Regions from separate parts of the Mus musculus genome. Here all the other regions are linked to region 1. A link is a contact called in public Hi-C and promoter capture Hi-C data. All regions are on one chromosome and are shown on one strand. Each heading gives the region's core, a stretch centred on a gene start, on an enhancer-like site or on the middle of the called end of the contact. The rest is flanking DNA. Distances are from core to core; before and after follow the strand shown.

Region 1 (3,584 bases), core at 95-2,594:
CAACAGACTCTTTCCCCACTAAGCTTTTTCGATTACTTTCAAGGAGAAAAGTAAAAGTACAGTTTCCATGAGGCGGCAGGTTTCACGTGTGAGAGAGGGCCTGGCTCCAGGAGGGGCTAGAGGTTTAGTATCTTGGGGCAAATGCTCACTACTTATTTTAATGATGGGAATAATCACGGGTAAGCTACTGCGTGTAGCCCTTAATTCAAGTTTCGAAAACCAAAAAGTGACCCGGGAGCTTTCCCAATAGCTTAGTCTCCTACTAAGTTCTGAAGCCACACAGTTTGCCCCAAATCAATGCCTAGCATGACACAGCATATGATCAAACGACACCACGGACGATTCTTATAAAAGAAAAAAAAAATCTCCTATCCACTCCAACCAGGTCGCCTCCCTCCAAGAGATTTCTGTCCCCTCTCCTTAGTCACCCGGCAACGGCTGGCTCTCCGGCTCATACCCCAAGCACATGTCCGAGGGCCTGGGCCCACTTCCGCAAGGCCCCCCTCACCTTGGATGTAGTAGCCATCGCGCAGGCCCCCGAACTTCTCCTGGCCGGCCGTGTCCCACACGTTGAACTTGATGGGTCCTCTGTTGGTATGGAAGACGAGCGGGTGCACCTCCACGCCCAGGGTGGCTGCGGGGAACAGGGCGGCAGAAGGGGTCAGCCGTGCACTGCCCGCCGCCTTCCCCCGGAGGCCTCGCTGCCGTGAAGCACCCCCGGCCGCACCTACCTACATACTTCTTCTCAAACTCGCCCGTCAAGTGGCGCTTCACGAAGGTTGTCTTCCCGGTGCCGCCGTCGCCCACCAGGACGAGCTAGATTCAAGAGACGAGGCGGCGGCGTGAGCGGTCCCCGCCATGCCGTCCCCTCCCGACCTCCCCGCTCGCTCGCCCTCCGAGGGCCCCCGTGCGGCCGCACACGCACCTTGAACTGGACCTGCGGCTCTCCCTGGGCGGCCATCGCGGCGGATCCTGCGGGGAGAGAGAGCGGCTGCGGCACGTGCGCCCCACAAAGGCCGCGGCCGGGAAGAGCGCGCGGGAAGGCGGGGACGCGGCGTGAGACGGTGGGGGGAAGGGAAGCGGGCTGAAAAAGCCCAGGGCGCTGCCCGTCCGCCTCGCCTCGCCTCGTCGCCAGCGCCGCCCCGCGCCCACCCGAAGGACACCCAAACCCTCCGGTCACCGCCCGCGCCCGCGCCCGCACCCTCCCGGCCTCGACGCTACCTTCCAGAAGAGTCTCCGCGCCTGTCCGACTGGAGCTGGAAAGATGGCGGAAGCGCGATTCAAATGCCGGAGACGCAGCGGACGCCGGCGCGCGGAGGGGGGGAGGAGCCGGGAGAGGGCGGAGCAACGGCGCCGCGCCCAACCACGCGGCGCGCGTGCACGCGCACGTCCGCTGGAGCCGTCCGACTCGGCCGGGGGCCCTCGGAGCGCCCAGGGCGGGAGAGGGGCGGCGGGTCACGTGGGCCGGCCGAGCGGGGACGCGCACGCACGCGGACCGTGAAGGGCCCGCGGGAGCCGGCGCTGAGCGCGGGCTGCCACGCGCATGCGCTGGCTGCGGGAGGCCGCGCGTTACGCGGGCGGCGGCCTAGCCAGGGGCCTCGTGGGCGGGAAAGGCGGGTGCTGCTTCTCGGTCGCTCGCTGCCGCTCAGCGGGCACCGCCCGACCTTCGTCCCCAAGTCCTGTGTCCACAGGCACCGGGGATCTCGCGGGCGGGCGATCGCTAAGTGTGCGCGGCCGCCGTCTGCAGAATGAATGGAGGGAATGAATGAGGGTGCGCGCGCCCGAGGCCCGGCTTGCGTCAGCCATGCGTGCCCGGCATGGACACGGCCTGGCCTTCCTGGGAGGATGGGACCGGATGCAGTTAGTCCAGGCGTTCAGCATCCCAGGGCCCTTCCTCTGTTGCGTGGTCTGAGTAATCTGTCTCGCAGAAGATACCCTACCCTGGCTCCCTCCTGAGCAGCAATTGACCAGCAAATACAGATGCTGCTGGGGAAATGGAAAATGTATCTCTGATGACCAGAGCTTGGGGGCCCTGCTGTTACTTTGTACTATGCAATCTAAAAGGAGCCAGCACAGGCCTTAGGGTTCCAAGGCTAGCCTGGGCAACTTAGGTAGAAGACAGGTGGGAAAGTGTGCACAAAAACTATAACATAACGTTAACATAGTATGTTTAATGGAACGTCAGTTACATATTTATATAAATACAAAGTTACTATATTTTGGAGTATATGTAACAAGTCGGCTACAAGGGGCTATGCTGTGAGCTGTATTCAATAGAGGATATAACAGGAGGTGGAGATCAAACAGAGTTTAGGAGAAAAACGGTCAACCCGCCTAGTTCCAGTTTGGTAGATTGTTGATACAATGTAGCACCTGGTGCTGGGTGGTGACATCACCAGTGACCCTCTCCCCGAGAAAACTTATCATGAACTTACTTGTCCTGGCAACCAGCCTGCCGAACCGCATCATCTGGTGGCCTGGTTTGTGTTACTAACTGGCCCACGCTTAGAACTTACAAAGAACCTCATCCTAAGAAGCCGAGGGAAACAAGAGAATACACTCAAGCGGGCATAGGCGCAGCTCTCCCTGCAAGCACTGTCTGGACTGCCCACTGCTGCCTGGTTTACAGCATTTTCTTTGCCATCCAACGTGAACTGCAAACCTATTCTTAGCCTGAACTTTAAAACTTAACATGTATGAGTACTGGGGGTGTGGGTGTTGGTCGGGAGACAGCTATAGACAGGCTATTTGTACAGCCTTGGGGGGAAAGTTGCTGTTGCGGAAGGGATTGTAGCTTGTGATGGTTAGTCTACTGGATTTAGGGTTGTGAAGGGTGTGTCTCTTGTACTCACAGAGAGGTTTAACTGAACCTGGGCAGTACCCTAGACTGAACAAAATGGAGACCAGCATCGGTCTCTCTGCTTCCTGACTGTGGATACAATGTAACCAGCCACCTCACACTCTCACCATTATGCCTTCCATCTTCTGCAGATGTAATAAATTGTACCATTGGAATTGTGAGCCAAAAAGAAACTAGCCAAAAGTTGCTTTTTATCAAGTATTTTTGTCTAGCGATGAGAAAAATAGCTAATTGTATTTTCTTCTAAAACCCCAAATCTTTAGTATAATTTGAATTTGAGATCTCTCCTGTGTTGGATATTTCATCCCCCACCAACCATGCTGTTTTAGACTTGTGACCTAGTGAGTGACTGGGGGGTGGGGGGTGGGGTGTCAGCCTTAAAGAGTATATCCTGTAGTGTGAGCTCCCACCACCATGGAATGAGACCGAAGCCATACCATCCTACTATGATAAACTGTATCCGCCATGAACCAAGGTAAGTCCTTTCTCCACACTTGATTCTTTCCAGTATTTTTGGTCACAGGGGCAAGAGGAGTTGCTAACACGCCTGCTCTTTCATATGTCTTATTGTCCACTTTCTTCCTCTTAAGGTATACATGTATATCTGGTTGGTTAATATCTGTGGTCAACTTGATTGAAGGTAGAATTAACTAAGGGACATGCCTCTCTATAGGTCATCAGGGCATTTCCAGGAGGCCATTAAATGAGGTAGGAGGACTCTCCT
Region 2 (3,189 bases), core at 43-2,542, about 16 Mb before region 1:
CTATATAGGTAACAGAAATATCTAAAAAAAAGCCTCACAAAACTTAGCTTCTTGTGCTTGCACCATCGAACACCTTACCAATGGTGCTATTCTCCCAACACCAATCAAAGACTCCTAAATGGATTTATTCCAACCTAGGGTCTCGCTCTCAGCGACAACGGCTTAGAAATGGAAGCAGAGTTAGAGTCTGGATTAACCGTTGCCCATACACGATCCTATTCTTAAGATATTTTCCCTCCATTATTAAATAGTCTGGGCTGCACAGGCTCATAAAACCAAACTGCCTAGGACAAGAACAGGTACAAGCCTGTAATCCCTGCGCTCCGGAGGCTGAGTAGGGGGAATCACAGTTTTGAGGTCAGCCTCAGCTACAGATGAGCCCCTGTCTCCAAAGAGGGTGGTCAAACGCTGTGGGTAGCTGGTTCTAAGGAAGAACCATAGAGTCTGCCCATGAAGTGAATTAAGTTCAGGTCGGATGGGAGTTTGGTAAATATACGCAGCCTTTTCAAGAACCTTTTATTTCCTCTCTAGAATGCGTTACCATAGAGATTGGTTTGCTTGCTGGGGAAAGAAAGCCCGGCTTTTACTTTTTACCGGCCTGACACTCTGGGGGTTTGGGGGTGGGTTCATCAGAAGGCAGGGACTCGAAAACCCGACTGCTTACTTCTCTGGGTTAGTTCAGTTGCATGCAGGTTCCTATCCACAAAACCACCACCTCTCCATTTACATCCTTCATCTTGTTTAGCTGGTCCATATGCCGCACTTCCTCTGAGTCTAGCCACTTTGTCAATCGAATACACCAGTTGCACAGGGCACATCCGACACTCGATCACTGCGGGAAGTCTTCCCTTGGAACTTGCAGGATCTAGTGTGTACCCACGCGCGCACGCGCGCACGGTTCTTGGGGTTTCATGCAACACCCTGGCTTCCATCAGGAGCTTTGAAAAGTCCGACACTGAAGAAACAATCGGTTCCCCCAAATCGTCGCACAAGCAAATCAGTTGGTTCTGAGATTGTGACTAAGAACCAGCTCCGACTGCGCCGCTTGTGTGTGCGTGTGTGTCGTCTACGTGTGTGGGGCGGTGGTGGCCACGGTGGTGTCTGTTTCAAGGCTCCCCGCCGGCTGCAGGAACCTTGCAGCTCCCCCAGACCCCCTTGCGCGCGCCCAGGACAAGCGCGGTCCGCGTAGCGCCGTGCTCGGGCGCGCGCACGCACGCACACACGCAAGCGCGAGGCCGCGCAGGGCCGGGCCGGCAAGGCGGCGGGCGCGCGCAGCTCGGGAGGCGGCGGCGGAAGCAGCGAGGGCGGCGGGCGTCCGGCTGCGAGCGCGGCGGCTCCGGGCTGGGCCAGCCAGGGGCGGCTCCTGGCGGCGGCGCGGCCGAGCGCTCGGTTCTACGGTTCCAGCCCGTGGTCTCCGGCCCAACGCCTGCGCCGCGCACTCGGCGTCCCGGCTCGGACCCCGGCGCCCAGCCCGTGGCCGTAACCTTGAGGCGGCGGCGGGGCCGGGCCGGGCCGGGCTGGGGGGCGGCGGCACTGGATCCGAGGCCGGCCGGCCGCTGGCGGGAGATGTCGAACCCCGGGACCCGTAGGAACGGCTCCAGCATCAAGATCCGTCTGACAGGTAGGCACGACAGGGCCGCGGCCCTCGCGCCCCTAGACTGTCCCAGGGACCCTGCGGACTCCCGCCCCGCCCCCTCCCCCCCCCCCCCCCTTGCACCGGCCGTTGTCCCGGGACCGCTGCACCCCCTACGGCGTGCGCCCCTCGCTCGCGCTCCCGGCCCCGCCCCCCGGGTGCTCTGCAGGCGCCGCCCCTGCCGCCCCGTCCCCTCCCTCTGCATCAGGGCCCGCCCCTGGCACATCAGGACACGCCCCGCTGCGGCAGCCCCGCCCTCCCTCTGCATCAAGCCACGCCTCTCCGATCTGCAGACTCGCCCCCTTAACTAGGCTCAGCCCTCGACTCTTCTGCAGACTCCCCCTCCCCCTCACAGGCTCCACCCCTTGACTACTTTGTAGCTTTGGCGACCCGCCCTATGGCTCCTCCCTCTGCATCATTCCCCGCCCCCTGCTTGCTCTGCAGGCCCAGGCAGCTGCCTTTTCTGCATTAAGCCTGGCTTGCTGTTCATCCCTCTATCATAGATTCCACCCCTGTGGCTGATTCTCTTGGCCCCGCCTCTGGCTCCTTTCTCTTCAGGTTCTTGCCTATCCCCCCCTGCCCACACTACTCTATCTGCCCACACCTACCATCAGTTGCATATGGGCCACGCCCCCTAGCTTTCTCCCTCTGCCCCTAACTTTACCCTTCTGGATCAGGTCCCGCCCCCTAGCTCCTCCACTACAGGACTCCCCCCCCCCCTCTCCTTTCTGCCCCACACCTACCCTCAGCTGCATATAGGTACCACCCCTCGGGGCCCTCCACCGGTCCCCTCTAGTGTCCTCTCTTGACACCGCCCCAGCACCCTCTGATCCACACCTACCCCCCTGCCTGCTTTTCTTCAGGCCTTGTACATAGCCACACACCTTTCAACTTCATGTAGATCCCGCCCCCTCGCTGCACCTCCACCGCTCTTTCCACCCCTACCTCACATTTTCATCATCCATCTCTTCACTCTCATCCTCCTTCTACCTGCTGTTCCCCTCTAGGCCCACCCCTCACCATCCTCCCGCCTGTCCCCTCCCTCTTTTCCCTTGCAGCTTCTCATCACTTCATCTCTCTCTCCTTTCTTTCTTCCCACTCTCTCACATGAACATTATCTACCTTCTCCCTTCTCTCTCTGGGTCCCTTCGAATCATCCCACCCCCTACTCGTTTGCCTTGCTTCTCTTTGCTCTCCCACCGCCTCACCCACTCCTCATCTCCATCTCTCTAGTTTCCCCTCTCCTCTCTTGGCTCCGCCCCCTCTACTGTTTTCAGCCACGCCCCCGTCCCTGCTTGATCCCGCCCTCACTTATCTTTCAGTCCCGCCCACTCGCTTCTGTCTTACAGCCTCCACCCTTAAGTCGCAAATTCCTCAATCCTGTCTGGGACCAAACGTCTGTCTCCCAGTCTTGTTCTCACTTCCCCCACCTCATCAGTGGTCCAGACCTCTCCAGTCTAGTCCACTTCCGTTCTCCCCGAGGCCAGGCCACTTAGTACTCCAGAGACGAGTCCTTGGTTCCTACCTCCTCTGCAATGCCTTCACCCCTCGCCACA
Region 3 (3,618 bases), core at 560-3,059, about 17 Mb before region 1:
TAACCTGCTAGTCACAAGGACGTTAGGTTACACACAGACATGGGTGATAAGTGGTTATTGTGGGGGGACATGGCGAGAGATATCCCAGGGTTATTTGGCTTTGACTTGTAACACAATCATGGAACTTTTAACCAATCTGCCTTGTAGAGTGTTTAACATGTCCCTGGAGGGGAGGGGGGAACGTCTGTTCACAAGTCCCACTTCCAGTATTAAAAAGAAATGGAAGGGACTTCAAGGTAAGGTGAGAGATGAGAGGGCTGGCTTGATGTGTGCCTCTGAAAGACATAGTCAGAGTAAGAAAAAAAATAGACATCTCCCCATCTTAGTCAAAGTTTCTATTGTTGTAAAGAGACACCATGACCAAGGCAACTCTTGTAAAGGAAAGCATTTCATTGGGGCTGGCTTATAGTTGTAGAAGTTTAGTCCATTAGCATCATGGTGGGAAGCATAGCAGTGTGCAGGAGATAATGGTACTAGAGAAGGAGCTGAGAGCTCTACATCTTAATCCATACACAGACAGCAAGGAGGAGACTGAATATGTTTCACACTGGCTGTAGCTTGAGCATCTAAAACCTCAAAGCCTTGCCTCCACAGTGACACACTTCCTCTAACAAAGCCACACCTCCTAATAGTGCCACTCACTATGGCCAAGCATTCAAACACATGGATCTACGGGGACCATTCCTATTCAAACCACCACAATCCCAAATAGAGCTATACAAAGAAAGCTTTAGAGAATCATGAAGCAATTGGATACTAGAAAAAAAACAAAGTCAGGCTACACAGAGACATACACCCACCACTGTCTCCATCACATAGCTCCCTGATGAAGTTGGGGAAAGGAACTCCAACAATAACCTTACTTCCAGAAGGAAACTCAAAGGAAAGTCTTATCCTCAGAACAACAACATAAAAGGACATATAGACAGTTTGGATCAATATTCAAAGGGAGAGAAAATAATCACCAAGCAGGACACCCTAAATAAGACCCAACCCACTTTAAAGCCATTGGTCTCCCCAATTGGGGTCACTTTTCTACAGGAGAAATCTGTAACACTCTCCTATGTTTTAAATATTAAACAGATGGGGAGAGAGGAGGGGAATCCTCCTGATAGACAGTATCACCTTTTACTCTAGTAGTTTCATTGATGCTAAGGCTTGCTACATCATGGTAACAAAGCACCCAGCAAACATGGTAGCACATCCCTAAGAAGGGCAAGAAGCTCACCAGCTAAAGGCCTGCCTGGGCTATATGAGCCCCCGTCTCAAAACAAAACAAAGTCACTCAATAATGAAAGAAGGGAGGAAAGAGTTATGAATCACAGCAGTATGCGCGTATTAAACTGATTAAGCCATTTGGCTGATGGGGGTGTCAGGAAAGGGCCCTACCAGGACCACAAGAAATGGTTGGGTAAATCTGGTGTCATATAATGAAAAAAGAAATTAGACAAGGGATAGCGGGAGAGAAAGAACGTGAATGGTTAATATTGGGAGCTTCGAAGTGCTTTCTCATCACAAGCACTTGATATTTAGTTTCCTCATCCCAGTGAACTACACTAAGGGAAAATTTCAAACTGGGTAGTTAACCCGGGTAGTAATGAGCAACGAACAGCTTGACAGATGCGTTTTTCTCCAGACTTCGTCAAAGGACACTGAAATACGAGAAGAGGAGCTGGCATTTCCAAAGGGTGGAAAGGCGCCTCCGCCTTCGGTCCTGAAGCCGCCACGGGCTCTGAGTGCCTTGACCCGAGCCCGCGACAGCCGGACCTGCGCACAGCAGATGCGGAACTCGGGCGCCGCGGCTCGGCTTCCGGGGAGCGCCGTTTCCAGACGCACCGGCAGGGTCGCTGCAGACGGTGGCCAGTCTTAGTTCTCCGAGGCGGTGCGAGAAGGCCGGAGATCGGACGCTCCTCTCTTAGCTTTCTCTCCGCCAGGTCGACTCCGAGCAGCAACACAGACTCTGAGCTTCGCGCCTCAGGGGAAGATTAGAGGGCGTAGCGGCCTTCGAAGGCTCGGCCAAGAACCTTCCGCCCCCTCGCCGCCTCGGTGAGAACAACCGCGGGTCATCGCGCTGGAGGTGGGGTCGGGGGGAGGGGGCGTTGGGTACACGGGGCGGGGGAAGGGTCATTTGGTGAGTCTCACTACTACTTCCGGGAGACGCCTCGGAGAGGAGGACGTGCTAGGGGGCGGGGTTCCGAGGGGAGAGACACTTACCTCTTATCCGATTGGCTTATTGCTTGCTGGTTGAGCTTTGCTAGTTGCTGATTGGCCGGCCCCAAAGCCAAATCCAGGTCGCAGGGGAAGCGTTACTTGAGGCTAGATTGAGGTGAGATTGGTCGGGTTCCTGAGTCCAGTTCGTTTACTGGAGTAGGGACTTCATCTTAACCCTAGTCGGGGGCCTCGATTAACAGGATAAGGAAAAGAACCAGTAGCGGGATGGTGGGGGCGGTTGACAACGAAGTGAAGGCTTAGAACTAAACTAACTTCCTCACCTAACCCTAGCTACACCCAGATGGGAACGTGATACGGTACGAAGGCCTTTGAGAAAGGAGGAGGCGCAATCCTCGGAGCGGTGACAGTGTAGGAGGAGAGACCTTCTGGGAGGTTTTTTTTTTTTTTTTGTTATCTAATTGTATGAGTCTCTAATTACCTAGATGATGGTATAACAGAACCTTCTGGAGAATTTAGCTCTGGCTTTGCAGAGGAGTCGGGAGACTACTGGGTGTTCCGGGACTTCAAAGAGGCAGTTTGCTGAATAATACAACTTTTGTTTTTATTCAGATGAGCAGCTCTCAAAAGAGGCACAAACATCAGAAGCATGGATACAGTCTCATCTGTTAGAAGAATGTTCAAAGGAAAATAAGGTATTCATTTTGCCTTACTTATGCTTAGTTAATCCAAGAATATTGCCTTGGAGGAGAAGATCTCTGGTTTTTTAATATTTTAAAGAACTTGACTTTTTTTGTCATTAGATTTCCACTTATTAAACATCTGTTTCAAAAATCAAGTTTCTAAGCTGGGCGTGGTGGTGCACGCCTTTAATCCCAGCACTTGGGAGGCAGAAGCAGGCGGATTTCTGAGTTCGAGGCCAGCCTGGTCTACAGAGTGTGTTCCAGGACAGCCAGGGATATACAGAGAAACCCTGTCTCGAAACACCCCCCCCACCCAAAAAAAAAAAACCAAGTTTCTGCTGTGACCACCAAAAATGCACTTTGCTAATAGTTACTGATTGCAGTGCAAATGGAAATCCTTTACTTTTTGATATTATTAATTAAATTAACATCTGAGTGAATCTTGCTCCCCCCAAGGGGTCTCATATGTGTGTGTGTGTGTGTGTGTGTGTGCGCGCACACACACACACATTCTTGAATGTTCTAGAATTCACTCTGTAGACCAGGCTGCTCTGGAGCACACAGAGATTAGTCTGCCTCTCTCCTGAGTGCTAGGAATGAAGACATGTGTTACTACACCTAGTTTAGTGGTTGGTTTTGTGTGTTAACTTGACACAAGCCAGAGTCATCACAGAGAAAAGAGCCTCAGTTGAGGAAATGCCTCCATGAGATCCAGCTGTAAGGCATTTTCTCAGTTAGTGGCCCAGCCACTATCTGTAAGTGGTGC
Region 4 (3,640 bases), core at 640-3,139, about 19 Mb after region 1:
CTCTAGTAGAGACAGTGAAAATAATCAGGCATTACTATTTACTAGAACAGAGCTAGAAAAGCTCAAGGCTAGTCTGCATAGTAATTACTTAAAACAATAGCCAAGTCACATCCATAAACAGGAATACACAATGGCCTAGGAAATAGGTGGGTTGCGGTATTATTCATGAAAGGGTTAGTAAAATGGAATTCCCCTGGTGCAAGTTGTTCACTAGGCCCAGAGGAATAGGATAATCAGGTATTTACTAAAGGAGCCCTGGTGGTGGGTTTAACAATAGACTAGCATTGCATCAGAGCATTCACCTGGCTCCTGTGTTTAGCTGATCTTAATTAGGGTTGTTCCTATTCTCAGTTGTAAACACTGCCTGGCTCCCGCCATCTTTTTATGTATGCATTTTCTTTGTTTTGTGTTAAGAAACAGTGTACCTTGATGAATGTATCCATCAGCTTTCTTGTTTTTCTTCTGTATTATAAGACTGGTGCTGAGCGTGGTGGCACACGCCTCTAATCCCAGCACTGGGGAGGCAGAGGCAGGTGGATTTCTGAGTTTGAGGCCAGCTTGGTCTACAAAGTGAGTTCCAGGACAGCCAGGGCTATACAAAGAAACCCTGTCTCGAAAAAAAATCAAAAAACAAAAACCAACCAAACAAAAAGACTGGTGCTTGCTTTGAGAAAATAATCCAGATACACACTCCCTTGTGTCCATATTTATTTGTTATCCATGCCAACTCCTTGCTTGCCTGTAAGTACTGGAACCTCGTTCCCTGCAGATCGATGACCCAATTGAGGTTTGTCTGCAGCAGGAACAGATGTTTTGTTCCACTCACCAGTGATCCTAAGATTGTGTGGAGAGTCCTCTGGGGACCATGGGACCGTCTGCAGAGTTTGTGCACAAGGTGACCCGGAGCTGGTGCCGACTGGAAGGGCTGCAGTGCCCTTTCTTTTTTCTTTCTTTCTTTCTTTTCTTTCTTTTTTTTTTTTTTTTTTTGGTTTTTTGAGACAGGGTTTCTCTGTGTAGCCCTGGCTGTCCTGGAACTCACTTTGTAGACCAGGCTGGCCTCAAAATCACAAGAACAACGCACCTAGAGGTGTCACTGTTCACAGAAAGTAGGGTAACCTTATATTAATCATTAATTAAGTACATGGCTTACTCACAAAACCACAGGTCAATATGATGGTAGCCATTTCTCAATTGAGATCCCCGGTTCTCAACATCTTCAGGTTTGTGTCCTTATGAATGAAACCATTTTCCACCAAACTTTAGTAATTGGTGTAACAATGCACAGTGCTGCCCTGTTTGTAAGTTCAAATTTGTATATTACTTAAAATCTTTGTATGATTAAGTACGACTTTTGTTAAGACAAAGAAAAAGATATGTTCACTATTATCTAATATTTACATACCATTTAAGTTTCAACAAAGCGATTTACTTTTGTGCTGGGCCACCTAGAGACTGGGAAAGGGAGAAGCAGAAGTGACCTGGAACAGAAAGTCACACGATGGCCAGCCACCTCCATCTTGGTGAGGTCAATGTGCAACCAAATGACAGAACAAAGAAGTAGAGAGGAACAGACATATGGGAGCAACACCTCCCTTCTGTTTTTGGATAAAAGACACACAATTTTTATTATTTACAAGTAAGCCTTAAAAAGCACCACAAGAGCCGGGCAGATTAGATGGGCGGGGGCGGGGCCTTGGAGGTTTGGGGGCGGGGACAGGCCGCGAGGGGCGTGGTCGGGGCGCACGCGGAGTCCACCCCCCCCCCCCCGCCCCCCCCCCGCTTCCCCCTATCCGGGTGATTGATGGGAAGAGGAAGCCGGGCCACGCCCATGTCGGTGAGTCGCCGCATCCGTTTATTGCCGTGGCCCCGCCCCGTCGCCCCAACCCCCGCCCCCGGCTTCCCGTTTTCGGCTCTAAGCGGCCTGGGCGCCCTCGACTCGGACCGGCTCGGACCGAACCAGCTGTCAATCACTGCAGCGTCCGCGGCCCCGCCGGCGACATGGCATGGGCACTCGCGGTCATCCTCCTGCCTCGGCTCCTTGCGGCGGCAGCGGCGGCGGCGGCGGTGACGTCACGGGGTGAGGAGTGAGCGGGGGCGGGGCTGCCTGTCAATCGCCGCGGTGGGCGGGGCCCGAGCAAGAGCTACCAAGTTGCTTTTCGTCCCATCATTGCTTTTCGTCCCATCATGAATATGCAAATAAGGCCTCTGGCCCTCCTAAGGGCGATCGGATAGCGCTTCGTTTGCATATTCATTTTGATCTTTGCGTATGCATGAGCCCCGCCCTCCCCCCCTACGCTCGGCGCTTTCTCCTCAGTAATATGCAAATGAGACCTAAACCCCGCCTTGACCTCATTAGCATAGTGCTGCCGCCACAATCTCGCTCCTCCTCCTGAATATGCAAATAAGGCCTCTGGGCCGCTCCTTCTTTGCATATTCATATACAGCTTTCCCGCTTATATGCAAATAACGCTTCGCCCCTACCGAGTTCTCACTCATCGCTTCTCATTTGCATATCCATCGGGAGATACACATATTCATGAGCGATGTATTTCTGTCTTCCATCCCCTCATGAATATAGAATTGATGCCCTGTCCATATGGATCACTATGCATTTGCATATTTTCCCCACGATTTACATATGCACAAGCCTCAACGTCTTGCTCCAACGTCCCTGATCATGAATATGCAGATGAGACCTCAGATCTCCGAAATTGAATCTGCCCGCTCCTCATCATATACTGCTATTCTCATATGCACCAGCCACAAAGTCTTCCATCCTTTTCCCCTCATGAATATGCAAAGAATGCTTCCCCAGTCCATCTCCACTCTGGTTCACTGCCTGCTCATTTGTGTATCCATTGGTCGCTTTGCATAGTGGTGAGCCCCGCTTCCCTACCGCTTTCTTTGCGATCATGTATATTCAAATGAGGCTCCGACTTGCTAGCTGCTCATTTGCATATTCGAGAAGCGCTTTCCATATTCATGAGCCCCCAATCCTTTTCCTTTTCTCTGTTTGTGAATATGCAAATGAGGTGTCGCCCACCGCTACAGTTCTTGGGCCTCTCGTTTACATATTCATTCCCTATATTTGCGTACGAGCCAGAATGTCTTCCTCTGTCTTCCCCTGCCTAGTGCATATGCAAATGAGGCCCGGCCTGCTCCCAGCGCCCTAGCCAAGGGTCTGAGTCAGGGAAATGGCTGCGATGGCTCTTCTGGAACGCGCTGACGTCACGGGCTGCTCCCCTGATCCCCGCCCTGCCCCCGCAGGTGATGTCACAGTCGTCTGCCATGACCTGGAGACGGTGGAGGTCACGTGGGGCTCGGGCCCCGACCACCACGGCGCCAACTTGAGCCTGGAGTTCCGGTGAGTGAAGGGGGGCGGGGCAGAACTTCTGGTCTGTGACTTCCTGTCGGAATCATTGAATGATATATGGGAGGGGGCGGGATTTCCTCTCATTCCTCTTCACTCACTTGCTGTTCATTCTTTTAAACGCCTGAAAGAGTGGGCGGGACTTCCTGTCTAATTAATGATTGACAAATGATTAGGGACGGTACTTCCTTTCAGACTCTGATGAATGACAGGAAGGAGCGGTACTTCCTTTCTGCCCATCACTTTCTGTTTGAGGTGTTGAAATTCAGA

The links. Promoter capture Hi-C pulls out the DNA fragments that hold promoters and counts their contacts. A called contact is a pair of places that touch in the nucleus more often than the background predicts.
Region 2: a contact with region 1 is called in a Hi-C map of rod photoreceptor, with 12 times the contacts expected there. The contact joins the promoter of Smurf1 here to the promoter of Ran in region 1. A contact is called at or near these places in 2 of 484 Hi-C or Micro-C datasets (CD4 T cells and rod photoreceptor).
Region 3: a contact with region 1 is called in a promoter capture Hi-C map of pre-B cells. The contact joins the promoter of Rnf6 here to the promoter of Ran in region 1. A contact is called at or near these places in 2 of 39 promoter capture datasets (cranial neural crest and pre-B cells) and 1 of 484 Hi-C or Micro-C datasets (CD4 T cells).
Region 4: a contact with region 1 is called in a Hi-C map of muscle stem cells, with 7 times the contacts expected there. The contact joins the promoter of Crlf2 here to the promoter of Ran in region 1. A contact is called at or near these places in 3 of 484 Hi-C or Micro-C datasets (CD4 T cells, CD8 T cells and muscle stem cells).

The regions. Positions count from the first base shown.
Region 1 is chr5:129,017,916-129,021,499 of GRCm38.p6, reverse strand. It overlaps Ran (RAN, member RAS oncogene family), which reads right to left and starts at 1,344. Exons shown (of 7, transcript NM_009391.3): 1 at 1,222-1,344; 2 at 926-972; 3 at 732-816; 4 at 509-634. The coding sequence starts at 961.
Region 2 is chr5:144,963,933-144,967,121 of GRCm38.p6, reverse strand. It overlaps Smurf1 (SMAD specific E3 ubiquitin protein ligase 1), which reads left to right and starts at 1,292. Exons shown (of 18, transcript NM_001038627.1): 1 at 1,292-1,621. The coding sequence starts at 1,567.
Region 3 is chr5:146,219,648-146,223,265 of GRCm38.p6, reverse strand. It overlaps Rnf6 (ring finger protein (C3H2C3 type) 6), which reads left to right and starts at 1,809. Exons shown (of 5, transcript NM_028774.3): 1 at 1,809-2,046; 2 at 2,782-2,864.
Region 4 is chr5:109,557,242-109,560,881 of GRCm38.p6, reverse strand. Crlf2 (cytokine receptor-like factor 2) reads left to right here and starts at 1,889. Exons shown (of 8, transcript NM_016715.4): 1 at 1,889-2,077; 2 at 3,268-3,364. The coding sequence starts at 1,999.